Linked DNA regions of Sus scrofa: region 1 is linked to region 2. Evidence: chromatin contacts called from public Hi-C data. All regions are on one chromosome and are shown on one strand. Each heading gives the region's core, a stretch centred on a gene start, on an enhancer-like site or on the middle of the called end of the contact. The rest is flanking DNA. Distances are from core to core; before and after follow the strand shown.

Region 1 (6,766 bases), core at 3,705-6,204, 160 kb before region 2:
TTTGAAAGTGTTAGGTGTTGAGTTCCCATCGTGGCGCAGTGGTTAACAAATCTGACAAGGAACCATGTGGTTGCGGGTTCTATCCCTGGCCTTGCTCAGTGGGTTAAGGATCTGGCATTGCCGTGAGCTGCGGTGTAGGTTGCAGACTCGGCTTGGATTCCACATTGCTGAGGCTCTGGTGTAGGCCGGTGGCTACAGCTCTGCTTAGACCCCTAGCCTGGGAACCTCCATATGCCGTGGGAGCAGCCCTAGGAAAGGCAGAAAGACCAAAAAAAGAAAAAGAAAAAAGAAAATGTTAGGTGAACATGAAGTGTTAGCGGGAACGTGAAGGATGGTGTTGGAGGAGAGGAAATTGTGGGTGATGAGAAAGAGTTGGAAAAGGTTGAAAAGGAGATGTGAAGATGGGGTTGAGGAAAATACAGGGTGCACAGATGATAAGCAGAGATTAACAGCTGGCTTGGGGAATATTGGGAGTATTTTATGGCCAGAACACATTGGAATGAGATGTGCAGGACTGGAGGGTGGTGATGGGAGTGGAGGGGTAGGGGTATCAAAGGCAGGTACCTGTCCCTTGAAGTCTCTGGGCAAGCCTCCCAGTGAATGATGCCAAAAGCAGTTTGCTGCAGTCATAGTTCTGGTTGAAGGTCAAAGGTCCACCAGCCCCTATTAGATGTTCCTCATCAATGTACCCATGTGCTTGCCGGAAGGAAGACACATTCACTACTCGAGCTGACCCTGCCCGTTGTAGGGCCCCTGAGTGGAGAGAGGACCACACACCTTCAATCCAAGTCCTGGAGTAAACTCCCATGCCCACTCCCCAGCCTGCTTCTCCGTGAGATTCCAGGAGAACAGGGCCCATCACAGACTTGCAGGAGATGGTCAGCAGGCCCCCCACGCAGGCACCCAAGAGAGGCGCAGAAAAGCTTAGTGTGAACTGAGGCTTCATTTTCATTAGCTGCTTTCCTAATGCTCTTCCTCTTGTTTTATTTTAGTGGGGGGTTTGGGGCCTAAAATAAAAATGGAGTTTTGCCTTCTTTTACTTCCACTTGCCAACTGGAGCTAATTTAATGGATCCTTGTTTGTATTTTCATCTCACTGATGGCTAAGCGGGGGATGGAGAGGCTTGAAACACTGTGAAAGCTGTCTTTCACACATTCATACATTCATTCATTTACTTATTCATTCTGGATGACAGCAGACACCAAGCTAGATGTTAAGGCTGTATGAGTGCTGGTTTAGGGGAAAAGATGTACAGAGACACTTGGGAAAGTGTTTTTTGTATTTTTAACTATTAACTATCTTCCCAGAGAGTGAAAGTAGGGAGCTCCTGCTATGGTGCAGTGGGTTAATGATCCAGGTTTTCTCTCCAGGGAGGCGCCAGTTCAATCCTTGGCCATAGCTCTGGCTTGGTTTCCATATGCTACAGCCGAGGCCAAAAAAAAAAAAGAGTGAAAGTAAAATTACTATCAACAGAACAAGTTAAATCTTTTTTTTTTTGGCAGCACTCACGGCCTATGGAAGTTACCAGGCCAGGGATAAGATTCAAGCTCCAGCTTCAACCTACACCACAGCTAATCCTTAACTCACTGTGTCACAGCAGAAACTCCAGTGAAAATTTTTTTTTTTTTAAACGAGCTCCTGGGAGTTCCCGTCATGGCTCAGTGGTTAATGAACCTGACTAGCATCCATGAGGATGCAGGTCAATCCCTGGCCTTGCTCAGTGGGTTAAGGATCCGGCCTTGCTGTGAGCTGTGGTGTGGGTCATAGACACAGCTTGGATCTTGCATTGTTATGGCTCTAGAATAGGCGGGCAGCTACAGCTCTGATTGGACACCTAGGCTGGGAACCTCCATATGCTGTGGGTGTGGCCCGAAAAAGACGAAAAGACCGGAGTTCCCGTCATGGCGCAGTGGTTAACGAATCCGACTTGGAACCAAGAGGTTGGATCCTGCATTGCTGTGGCTCTGGCGTAGGCTGGTGGCTACAGCTCCAATTAGACCCCTAGCCTGGAAACCTCCATATGCCTCGGGAGCAGCCCTAGAAAAGGCAAAAAGACAAATAAATAAATAAATAAATAGATAAATAAAATAAAAACACAAAAAGACCAAAATAAATAAATAAATAATAAAAAATTAATAATAAAGGAATATAAAATAATGGCTGTAAAAAGAAATGAGTCCCTGGGGTTCGTGCTGTGTTGCACAGCATGTTAAGGGCTCTGCCCTGGCTCCAGATGCTGCTGAGGCTGTGGGTTCAATCCATGGTCCAATGCAGTGGATTAAGGATCAAAAATTGCCACAGCTGTGGCATGGGTCATTGTTATAGTTCAGATTCAATCCCTGGCCTGGATATTTCCATATGTTTCAAGTTCCACCAAGAAAAGGAAAAAAAATGAGTTCCTAACTATACAAAAAAAGTCTGGATTATATAAAGTAAGAAAAATAGTGGTTGTCACCTATGAGTTTACTTATTGTTTCCAAATGCTAAAATTATTTTGAGCCCTCCATTTAAATGAAGAATCACAAATGAAAAATTGAGTAGGAAGTATTTGCCAAAACCTGTTGGAAAGAAAAGTATTCTCAAAGAGGACAATGAACCCCAAACTTGCAGACATAGTGACATAAAGACCAAAGGGGTTCACAGCCTAGTAGGAGATTAATCTTCATACAGTAACATCAGTGCAGGAACAGAGGTGTGCACAGGGGTGAAAGGGGCAGCTGGAGCAGGCTGAGGTGTCCAGGAGGGAGCCCCAGCATGAATGATATATGTGCTGAGTGTTGGCAGCTGAACAAAAGTTAGGCAGTCTAAAGGGATGGGGAAGGATATTTCAGATGGAGAGAAACACATGTGCAAACGCACAGTCAGAATTAAACAAAATAAAACAAAACAAAACAGTGTGATGCAAGAGATGCAGATCATCTGGCCAGAAATGAGGGCGTGGATTTGGGAAAGGCAAAGGTCAGGCTCTCAGCTTAGTTTATCGTATAAAGGATGGCGTACATTCAATTTTGCACTTGCTTTCTTTGTGTTTTGGACCATACTCTCAGCATGCAGAAGTTCCCAGGCCAGACCAGCCCCTCAGCAGCAACCCAAGCCACCGCAGTGACAACACAGATCCTTAAACTGCTGAGCCACACGGGAACTCCAATTTTGTACTTTGGATTTGTGTTACCTGGCCAAAACATCAATTTTCTTTCTTTCTTTTTTTTTTTTTTTTTTTTTTTTTGGTTTGTTTGTTTTTTTGGGGTTTTTTTGGCTTCTTTAGGGCCGAACCCACGTGGAAGTTCCCAGGCTATGGGTCGAAGAGAAGCTACAGCTGCCGGCCTATGCCACAGCCATAGCAACATGGGATCCAAGCTGCGTCTTCAACCTACACCACAGTTCACAGCAACTCTGGAGCCTTAACCCACTGAGCAAGGCCAAGGATCGAACCTGCATCCTCCTAGTCGGGTTCGTTAACCACTGAGCCACGACGGGAATGTCCTCAATTTTCTTTTCAAGAGGCGATTAGACAATCCAGAGAAAATATTAGGGAGAATGTGCCTGCTGCCCACTGCCCCCCTCCCTGAAAAACCCAAACCACCTTAATCCCACTGGCCTAGTGCCACCCTCAAGACGTTTTGTTGAGATGACTGACTCTACTGGGCTGCCTAGAACTCAGAGCTGGGGGGAGGAGAGGTGGGATGTCGATCTTATATCCTCTCACTGGTTATATCTGGGGCTGAGTGATTCCATTACCAGCCTTCTAATCCTGACTGGTGCCTGGTGGGTTCCCTGTTGTGTCTAGGAAAAGCATCCGAGGTCATCACTCAGCAAGTGTCCAGGTGCCAAGGGAAAAGAGGTGAGACAGTAAGCCTCGAAAACACCGGGGGAATGGAGAAGCGTGGGCAGCACAGAAGGTAAGCACCCATCCTTCCTTACCTTGGAGCAGATTTGTGAGCAGAAAAGGCCCAATGTAGTTGGTGGCAAAGGTGAGATCAAGACCCTCCGGGGTACGTGTTCTTGGGAATCCTGGAAGGAGATGAAAATGTAGGTGGTGGGTGATGGAGTGACAACTCTGAGGAAGACAAAATCTGGGGAGAATATATTGGGGTTCAGTGGAAATGCCACAGGAGCATGTATGCTGAAGATGGAGGCAATGATGTTTGAGGCTATAACTTAAGGTAGACTTTTTAGGATAGTGTCTGAATTAGTATTTCCATGGGATGTACAGGTTAGGCTTGGAGGATACCTGAGCAAGAAAGGAGGCTCCAGAAATGTGTTGAGGGGAAGCAAATCAAGGCACATACCAGAGACACCAGCATTGTTAACCAGTAGATGTATCTCAGGAGACTCTCGCAGAAGCCACTGAACAAAGCTCCGGATGGAGGCCATAGAGCTCAGGTCCACCCCACCAAGCAGGAGGCGGTTGCTCCTGGTGGCTGCTTGTATCTCAGTCAGGGCTCCCTGTCCACGCTCACGGCTACGGCAGGCCAGGATCACACGTGCTCCGCGACGAGCCAGCTCCTGGGACACAGCCTTCCCAATGCCTGTGGGAAGGCAGCTTCAGAGAAGGCTAGTCTGGGGAGTCACCAGAGGACAGTGGAGCAAGGGGGGTTGGGGGGGGACAAAGTTTCTGATAGTGGGTGCTGGTCCTCCTCCTGCCCTCCCTGTTGAGGCTGTTGGAGGCTAGGGTCCTTAGGGAGGTGTCAGGGTTGGAAGAGCACTCACCACTGTTGGCTCCAGTCACCACCGCTGTCTTCCCAGTCAGATCTGTGGAGCAGCCTTGGAGGTCCCAAAGATGGATCTTATACCAGATCTGTACACCTAGTCTAAGCAGAGGGACCAGAATGAGGAGGACAAAGCCAAGACCCCAGACAGGGCTGCTGAGCAGAGACCACAGAGACATGGCAGAGAATGCTGGCCTGCCACTGGAAGTGCTGCCCACTGGGAGAGTGGGAAAACAAATAAGGACTAGCCAAAAGGTTGTTGTAGAGTACTAGGCACAAAATTTAAGGAGGCACGCATACTTGGATGTGTTCAAGCACCCCGTTTGAAAGTGAAAGTGAATTCCTCCTTAAATTGTTTTCCCTAGCTACCCAATTGCCTCACTCCAATGCTGGTTCAAGTCAAAGATCAGGAGAGTCAGGGCTTCCCAGAATAGGTTCAAATTTGCCTCCCAGTGAAACTTGGATTTGCACTTTAAGGTGAATTGACAGAGCTCCAGAGACTGGAAATCAAATTCAGGTCTTTTTTTTTTTTTTTTCTCCACCATCCATGGCATGTAGAAGTTCCTGGGCCAGGGGTGGAATGTGAGCCACAGCAGCAACCTGAGCTGCTACAGGGACAAGGGATCCTTAACCCGCTACACCACCAGGAATCTCCCAAATTCCTCATGTCCTGAATCACTTCCTCCCCCCTAGTGGAAGGACAATCTCTAAGTTCTCTAAACTGAGGCAGACTCTACTTGCAACCCTTATATGTGCTCCTTGGTGGAGAGGGGGATGATTCTCTAGAATGCCTCAGCCTCTCTGGCCCTAAAGCAGAGTCTCCTAAGCATAGTCATGCAATTACCCCTGGAGCCAATGTTCTATATCCCTGACCTCTCCAGTTCAGTGAGAACACACACTTGGAAGAAACTGACAGAGACACAGGCCAATTCCTAAGACAACTCAGGTGTTTATTTCCAGCAAGTAGACAGAAGGAGGGTAGGAGTCCCACCGCCTGAGGTTCAGGGCTCATAATGGAGCAGGTGGTTGAAGGGGAGTGACCACATTTTGGGCGTTGAGTTGTTCACGATCTGTGCCACAGTCACCTGTGGTTCTGGGGCACCTGTGTGGATGGGAGGAGAGGTGCTGCCTTTTTTGTCCTCCTGTTGAGGTTCAGCAGAGCTGAGCAGCTCCTGGGTGGTTGGGTTCCACATGCTCACACCAGGAGCCAACTTTAAGGCTTCAGGCAGCAACATCGGCTTCCACATCACCTGGGATGTGGCCTCAAGAACTTGGGGCGCGGGATGAGGCCACTTGTGAGGATCCTGGCTCTCCCGGTACCCAGGGTCCAGGCCCTGAGGAGGTATGCGGGTGCGGCCGGCCCACAGCTCGCCCAGCAATTCGGCCTCCCCTTCCCAGCCGCTGGGCCACTTGGCACCTGGCCATAGTTTGGGACTAGGACTGTGGGCCACATCTGGGAGCACCGAGTGTGTGATGGGAAAGCGGAGCCTGGAACTGGGGAAGGGCAGCTTTGAACCAAAGCCTGGCGATGGTAGGCCTGAGCTTAAAGTGGGGAATTGGAGTCTGCGGCCGGGGGCCAAGGCTCGGAAAGGAACGCCAGGCGGGAGAGGGTAGAATACTGATGGGGAGACGCGGACGTCGGGACCGGGGGCTTGCGGACCGGCCGGGGCCTCGGTCTTCCGGCTCTGCAGGCACCCGCGGTAGGCTTTCTGGGGGCGCATCTCGGAGTTTGGGACCAGAACCTCCGCCAGGGGGCGCACCCAGCGGCGAGGCAGCCGCGCGGGGTCCAGGCGCTCCATCTCCGCGCTGGGGCCAATTCTGCCGCGAAGTGAGCTGGGCCGCGCATCGGGGCGCCAGAGCTGCTGCGGCTGGAACCCAGAGGAGGAGCTGAGCGTGCTGAGACCACCAGCAGAAGTTCCAGACACCGAACCGCTCGAGGAGATGAAGGGCACCTCCTCCTTCTTGGGCTCCATCCTGTCTCCAGCCGCCTGAGCCTGGGGCGTGCAATAGTAGAGGTCCTCGAGAGAGAACGGGGAGCTGAAGGGCTGTGCCTTCTC
Region 2 (7,096 bases), core at 3,421-5,920:
CTCACGGCAATGCCAGATCCTTAACCCACTGAGCAAGGCCAGGGATTGAACCTGCAACCTCATGGTTCCTAGTCAGATTCGTTAACCACTGCGTCACGATGGGAACTCCAAAAATAAATTTTAAAAAGACTAAAAGAAAAAAAAAAGATGAATTCCTGAGCTCCACCTCTGACACAGATTATACAAGTTTGCCATGGACATACTATATCTCACAAGTGTGATTAGCGGCCAAGAAGACAAGTATGGTCTGGGGAAGTGGATCTGACTCCAAATCGGAAGGAACGGAACTAGGTAGGTGGGGAAATGAGACTTTGCTGGTCTACTTCCTTCTTCAGGCAACACTAACTCAGGAATTGGGGTCTGGGTCTGGGGTTCAAGTTTGTCAGTAAAAGCCAAATATAAGGTAGTGGAGGAAGCACCAAGAGAGGAAATGAGACAAGAGCTGGAAAGAAACTGAAGAGGAACCCGACTTTTTTTTTTTTTCTGCCTCCCCATGAGGGACTCCCTGAAATACTTTTACAAAGGGCCTAAGAAAAGCCCGTTGCTCCAATGAATTAACTTCTATGTATGACTCAGAGACCCCAGGGAGAAAGCTGGTTTATTTCTAGAACGACATTCCTGAGGACAAGTCGGCAGAGGTGGCGGACTCTCCACAGGAACAAAGGGCTTCAGTCCAACGTGTTGGCACCCACACAGGGAAAGTATGGTGAGACTTAGATGACTTCACGTCATATTTAACAACTTCTTCTGTGGCTGCAAAGGGGCACTGAATGCATTTCTCTTTGAAATTGAGATTCCGATTGAAATTCTACCATTGGCCCCTCTCGCCTTCAAAGACGGACTGCATTCTGCATATGGAATGTGTATTTCTCTAAATAAACTTGCTTTCCCTAAAACACACACACACACACACACACACACACACACACATAAAAAAAAACAGCAACTCTGTCACCTTCTGTGAATAGTTAGGATTCATTAGCTAAATAGTTATTTTATTCATTCCATCAAGCAGTAATATTAATTTTGTATTACACAGAAGATGAAATACCACACAAAGATATATGATAATTTTTGCTCTTAAAGGTTTTTTTTTTTTTTTTTTTTTGTCTTTTTGTTGTTGTTGTTGTTGCTATTTCTTGGGCCGCTCCCGCGGCATATGGAGGTTCCCAGGCTAGGGGTCCAATCGGAGCTGTAGCCACCGGCCTACGCCAGAGCCACAGCAACTCGGGATCCGAGCCGCGTCTGCAACCTACACCACAGCTCACGGCAATGCCGGATCGTTAACCCACTGAGCAAGGGCAGGGACCGAACCCGCAACCTCATGGTTCCTAGTCGGATTCGTTAACCACTGCGCCGCCAGGGGAATTCCTCTTAAGGGTTTTATAAAGCAACATGATTCTTTTTATTTTTTTGGCTGGACCCATAGCATATGGAAGTTACCTGGCCAGGGACTGAACCTGAACCTGAGTCACAGCAGTGACCCAAACCATAGCAGTGACAACACCGGATCCTTAACCCACTGTGCCACAAGGGAATACCAAGAAACATCGTTCTTTTTTTTTTTTTCTTTTTAGTACCATACCCGTGCATATGGCTAGGGGTTGAATTGGAGCTACTGCTGCTGGCCTATGCCACAGCCACAGCAATTTGGCATCTGAGCTGCATTTGTGACCTGCACCACAGATCCCGGCAACACCAGATCCCTGACCCACTGAATGAGGCCAGGGATCGAACCCTTATCCTCATGGATACTAGTCGGATTCGTTTCAGCTGCGCTACAATGGAAACTCAAGCAACATTATCCCTAAGCATTTCTCCTTAAACTCTCATCTGCCTATGTTTTCGGGTACTACAGTGATAAATATGAAGTCACTGTCAAATAAACATTCCTTGTAGGTGAGCTGTAGTGTAGGTGGCAGACACGGCTTGGATCCTGCATTGCGGTGTAGGCCAGCAGCTGTAGCTCCGATTTGACCCCTAGCCTGGGAACCTCCATATGGTGCTGGTGTGGCCCAAAGATGCAAAAACAAAAGGAAAAGAAAAGAACCTGGAAATAAAAAAATAAAAATAGGGGTTTCCTCTGATAGTTAAAGGATAAAATCAATAGAGTGATGAGGTCAATGAAAAAAGGTCACCTTAAGAAAGGAGGCTAGGGGTCGATTTGAAAGCAGTAGCCTCTGGCCTACACCACAGCCACAGCAATAATGCCAGATCCAAGCTGCATCTGTAATCTACACAGAGCTCATGGCAATGACGGATCCTTAACCCACTGAGTGAGGCCAGGGATTGAACCTGTGTCCTCATGGATACTAGTCAGATTTGTTTCCCCTGAGCCACGATGGGAACTCCGAGTTTGTTTGTTTTTGAAGTATAAATGACCTTCCACACCATGTTAGTTTCTGGGACACAATGCAGTGATTTGGTGTTTCCGCACATCTCAAAATGAACATCATGACAAGTCTAGTGACCCTCTGCTACCATACAAAGAGATTACATAACCATGGACTGCCTTCCCTGCAGTCACTGCATCCCCGCGACTCAGGTATTTTACAACTGAAAGTTTGTATTTCTGACCCTCCCTCACCTACTTCTCTGCTCTCCCTCCTCCCCCTGCCTTTGACAACCACCTGTTTGTTCCCTGTATCTGTGATTCTGTTTCTGCTTAGTTATGTTTGGTCATCTGTTTGGTTTTTCAGATTCCACATATAAGTGAACTCTGAGAGTATTTGTCTTTGACTTATTTCCCTTGGACCCTCTAGGTCCAGGCATGTAGTTGCAAATGGCAATATTTCATTCTTTTTTCCTGTATGGCTGAGTAATATTCTGTTGTGTATATATATACATATACACACATATATTGTTGTATATATATCTATGTATGTACGTGCATGTATACACACACACTCACACACACCCCACCTCTTTTTTATCTATTCATCTGTTAATGGGCACTTAGGTTTCTTCCATATATTGACGGCTGTAAATAATGCTACAATGAACACAGGGGTGCATATATTTTTATTTTTTAATTTAGAAAAATTTTTATTAAAGCATAGTTGATTTACAACGTTGTGCCTATCTTTTTAAAGCAGTGTTTTTGTCTTCTTCGAACAAACACCCAGGAATAGAGTTGCTAGATCATGTGATAGCTCTAATTTTTAATTTTTTTGAGGAACTTCCATATTGTTCTCCATTGTGGCTGCAGCAATTTACATCCCAGCAACAGAGCCCAAGGGTTTCCTTTTCTCCACATCCTTGCTGACACTTATGAGTGGTCCTTTTGATAGTAGCCTTTCTGACAGGTGTGAAGTGATCGTGGTTTTGATTCGCATTTCCCAGATGATCAGTGATGTTAAAGATGAGAGCCTCTTTTCATATGTTGACTCTTTGTATGTTTCTTCGGAAAAACGTCTATTTAGGCCCTCTGCCTATTTTTAATGGTTTCTTTTTTTTATTTTTTTAATATAGGTCCTTGTATAGGTCCTTTGGCTATTTTGGATATTACCCCCCTTTCAGATATATCGTCTGAAAATCACTTGCAAATATCTTCTCCTGTTCAGTAGCCTGCCTTTTCATTTTGACAGTTTCCTTCACTGTGCAAAAGCTTTTCAGTTTGATGTAGTTTCATTTGTTTATTTTTGCTTTTGCTTCCCTTGACTGAGGAGACCTATTCAAAAAAAATATTGCTAAAACTGATGTCAAAGAGCGCACTATGTTTTTCTCCTAGAAGTTTTATGGTTTCGGGTCTTACACTTAAGTCTTTAATCCATTTGGAGTTTATTTTTGTATATAGTGTTCTTTCCAACTTCTTAATCTACAGGTTCTTGGGAGAGCCATGGAGCAGAGCTCCTTCCTTTGCAAAAGTTCTCAAGCAATCGCCGTAGAGGTGTTGTGCTTCAGATTTGAGTCATCTGTTTTTGCAGGGACCTTCTCAAGGACAGTCACATTACCCAAGCTAAAGACTAGTGTGTAAACTGAAACACTTTTTTTTTTTTGTTTGTTTGTTTTTTAGGGCTTCACCCGCAGCATATTGAGGTTCCCAGACTAGGGGTCGAGTCGGAGCTGCTACAGCTGCCAGCCTACACCACAGCCACAGCAGTGCCAGATCTGAGCCGCATCTTCCGTCTACCCCACAGCTCATGGCAACACCGGATCCTTAACCCACTGAGTGAGGCCAGGGATGGAACCCGCAACCTCATGGGTCCTAGTCGGATTCGTTTCCGCTGGGCCACGATAGGAACTCCTAAACTGGAACACTTTGAAGGGAGAACTTCTTTTCCATTTTCTCTGTCACTGGTCCAGGCATTCATTTCCTTGTGCCTGGATCACGGCAGTAGCGTCTCAGCTATTTCATCAAACTCCATCCCTTCCTCTCTGGTACTTCTTACTACCAGCTAATGTTTCTAAAGCATGGTTTCTTCAGATCCTTCCTTTGCTAAAGAGCACATAGTGCCTTCCTGCTGTCAGCTTCTTTACTCCCTTTACTCATCCTGTACCACTTGTTACTATTCATTATTCCTCAGATACCCCCATTCTTCCTGTATTCTGTGATGGCTCAGACACCCTCCTCTTCTCTTCCTGCTGAGACGCTACATCCCCAGCCCCCCGCTCAGTAGCTTGTGCAGAGCTGAGGCTTAGCAAATGCCTGCTGAGTTTAACAACTGCTCCCTCCTCCTCAGCTCTCATTGCTTTTTCCTGAAACTCTTCTGTTTCAACTAAGTTGGTCTCCTTGCCACGTGACTTCCTTCCTTCCTTAATGCTTTTATTACTCTTGTCAATCTACGGCCTGCACCTCCTCCAGAATTCAACTCAGAACTAACTTTGTCCAGGAAGTTATGCTTATTTATTTATATCCTATTTGGCTGTAACCAGCACCCCCTGGATATCTGTGGGCTCCATTTGGGCAATATTAATTTACTTGTTACTTTGTTTCTTCTAAAGGGTTTTCTTTTCCTTAGTTTATGAAAGGTGGTGGAATATAGCAGAAAGACCCAGGGTTTGAATCGCAGCTTGAAAGCTGTTAGCTATGTGACTTTGGGAAAAGTGGGGATAGTATAAAATATTTCATAGTTATAGGAGGCATAAGAAGTTAGGAGTTTTCTTTGCAGCTCAGTGGTTAACGAACCCGACTAGGATCCATGAGGATGGGGCTTTGATCCCTGGTCTCGCTCAGTGGGTTAAGGATCCAGTGTTGCCGAGAACTGTGGTGTAGGTGGCAGACCTGGCTCAGATCCCATGTTGCTGTAGCTGTGGTGTAGGCTGGCAACTGTAGCTCTGCTTTGATCCCTAGCCTGGGAACTTCCATATGCCATGGCTGTGGCCCTAAAAAGCAAAAAAAAAAAAAAAAAAAAAAAAAAAAAAAAAGAAAAGAAAAAAGCAAAAAAAGTAAGATGATACCTGTGTAATCAGTAGGCCCAACAAAAAATGGTATTTTCTTCCTTTTCTCTCGTCAACAAAGTGATTTGCTATTGTAAGAAAAGAATGTGCTTTCCTTTTTTCAAACTCTTTTTTTCCCCCCCATCACTTGTCTTGGTGACTTTCTTCCTATCACAACATGCATAATACCAACTCCGTACTGTGTTCCTCACAAATTTAACTAAATGTGCCAGACCTGAGGCATGGGGAGGAGACTTCTCACTCCTCGGGGGTTGAAGAAGAGCTTCCATGCTGACTGGTGAGCAGGGCAGTCAGTGAGACTGGTCACACTGAGGTTATGAATGAGAAAGGTTATGGGAGTGAAGGCACAGCTCTGAGTGTCTGGGTGTTTATGACAAATGAGAAAGGGCTTGGTCCATTGCAGTTTAGGGGCAGCCAGCATTCCCATTCTGTTTTTGGACCTACTCTGCCCCCTTGTGGCCACAAGCAGTGACATTCACCATTGAGCTCTTTTTTAGGCTTTTCTGGAAGGGCCGCAGTAATGGGAAAGACTAAGAAAGCCGCATGATTGAAAATAAAGTAATGCCTAAGCAATCCTTCTCAGAAGTCAACCCTGAAACAGGGTTACACAATTGGAATATGTTTAAAATGGGAGAATTTGGAGTTTCCGTCGTGGCGCAGCAGAAACCAATCCCACTAGGAACCATGAGGACGTGGGTTCTATCCCTGGCCTCGCTCAGTGGGTCAAGGATCTGCCGTTGCAGTGAGCTGCGACGTAGGTCACAGACATGGCTCAATTCCCAAGTTGCTGTGGCTGTGGTGTAGGCTGGTGGCCACAGCTCCAATTTGACCCCCAGCCTGGGAACCTCCATATGCTGTGGGAGCAGCCTTGAAAACATAAAAAGACCAAAAAAGAAAAGGGGAGAATTTAACACTTTAACACATATAATATAACACATAGAAATATAATAGCTATATTTCTCTCTTGACATAGAAAGTCTAAAAGAAAATGGTGCTCTTGGCCAGTCTTACACATCCTCCCTGGTCCCATAAAGGTCTTGACCTGTAGGCCAGACCTCTTCCTTCCTTCCTCTCTACCTCCCCCACCTCCTCCCTCCCTCTCTCACTTCCTACCTTCCTTCCTTCCTCTGTCTCTCTACCTGTCTGTCTCTCCCGGTGCCTGTGGCATACGGAAGTTCCTGCGCCAGGGATCAACCCTGAGTCACAGGAGCAACTCAAGCCACTGCAGTAACAATGTTGGGTCCTTAACCAACTGAATCACACAGGAACTCCAGATCAATTTCTCTCTCTCTCTTCCTTCTTTTTTCTTTTCTTCCTTCCTTCCTCTCGTTTTCTTTCTCTTTCTTTCTTCCTTCCTTTCTTTCCTTTCCCTCCCTTCCTCCCTTCCTTCCCTCCTTCCTTTCCTTTCTCTTCCTTCCTTTTGTCCTTTCTTTCCTTCTTTCTTTTTTGTCTTTTTAGGGCCACACCTGTGGCATATGGAAGTTCCCAGGCTAGGGGTCCAATTGGAGCTGCAGCTGCCAACCTACACCACAGCCACAGCTCATGGAAACGCCGGATCCTTAACCCACTGAGCAAGGCCAGGGATCGAACCCACATCCTCACGGATCCTAGTCGGATTCTTAACCCACTGAGCCACAACGGCAAGTCCCAGACAAATTTCTTTCTAAATGACCACCATGTCACCTGTCTGTGAGTG

What was found. Hi-C and Micro-C count contacts between places; a contact is called where the count stands out from the background.
Region 1: a Hi-C map of retroperitoneal adipose tissue shows a contact between it and region 2, with 2.2 times the contacts expected there. The contact joins the promoter of LOC100513982 here to the enhancer-like site in region 2. A contact is called at or near these places in 11 of 47 Hi-C or Micro-C datasets (alveolar macrophages, embryonic fibroblasts, fetal liver and 7 more) and 1 of 2 datasets of contacts at active chromatin or transcription factors (alveolar macrophages).

The regions. Positions count from the first base shown.
Region 1 is chr3:68,622,298-68,629,063 of Sscrofa11.1, reverse strand. It overlaps LOC100513982 (retinol dehydrogenase 12-like), which reads right to left and starts at 4,954. Exons shown (of 6, transcript XM_005662442.3): 1 at 4,711-4,954; 2 at 4,290-4,529; 3 at 3,922-4,011; 4 at 565-753. The coding sequence starts at 4,888. It overlaps C3H2orf81 (chromosome 3 open reading frame, human C2orf81), which reads right to left. Exons shown (of 4, transcript NM_001244876.1): 4 at 5,639-6,766. The coding sequence ends at 5,711.
Region 2 is chr3:68,457,680-68,464,775 of Sscrofa11.1, reverse strand. The region is part of intron 4 of M1AP (meiosis 1 arrest protein); the gene reads right to left. Among named protein-coding and RNA genes, the nearest start is that of DOK1, 36 kb to the left of the region's middle. Within about 2 kb of position 4,670, at least 16 of the 83 cell types and tissues checked have an H3K27ac peak or open chromatin away from gene starts, as enhancers often do. A contact at or near this core is called in liver, mesenteric adipose tissue, retroperitoneal adipose tissue and 1 more, where this site is marked.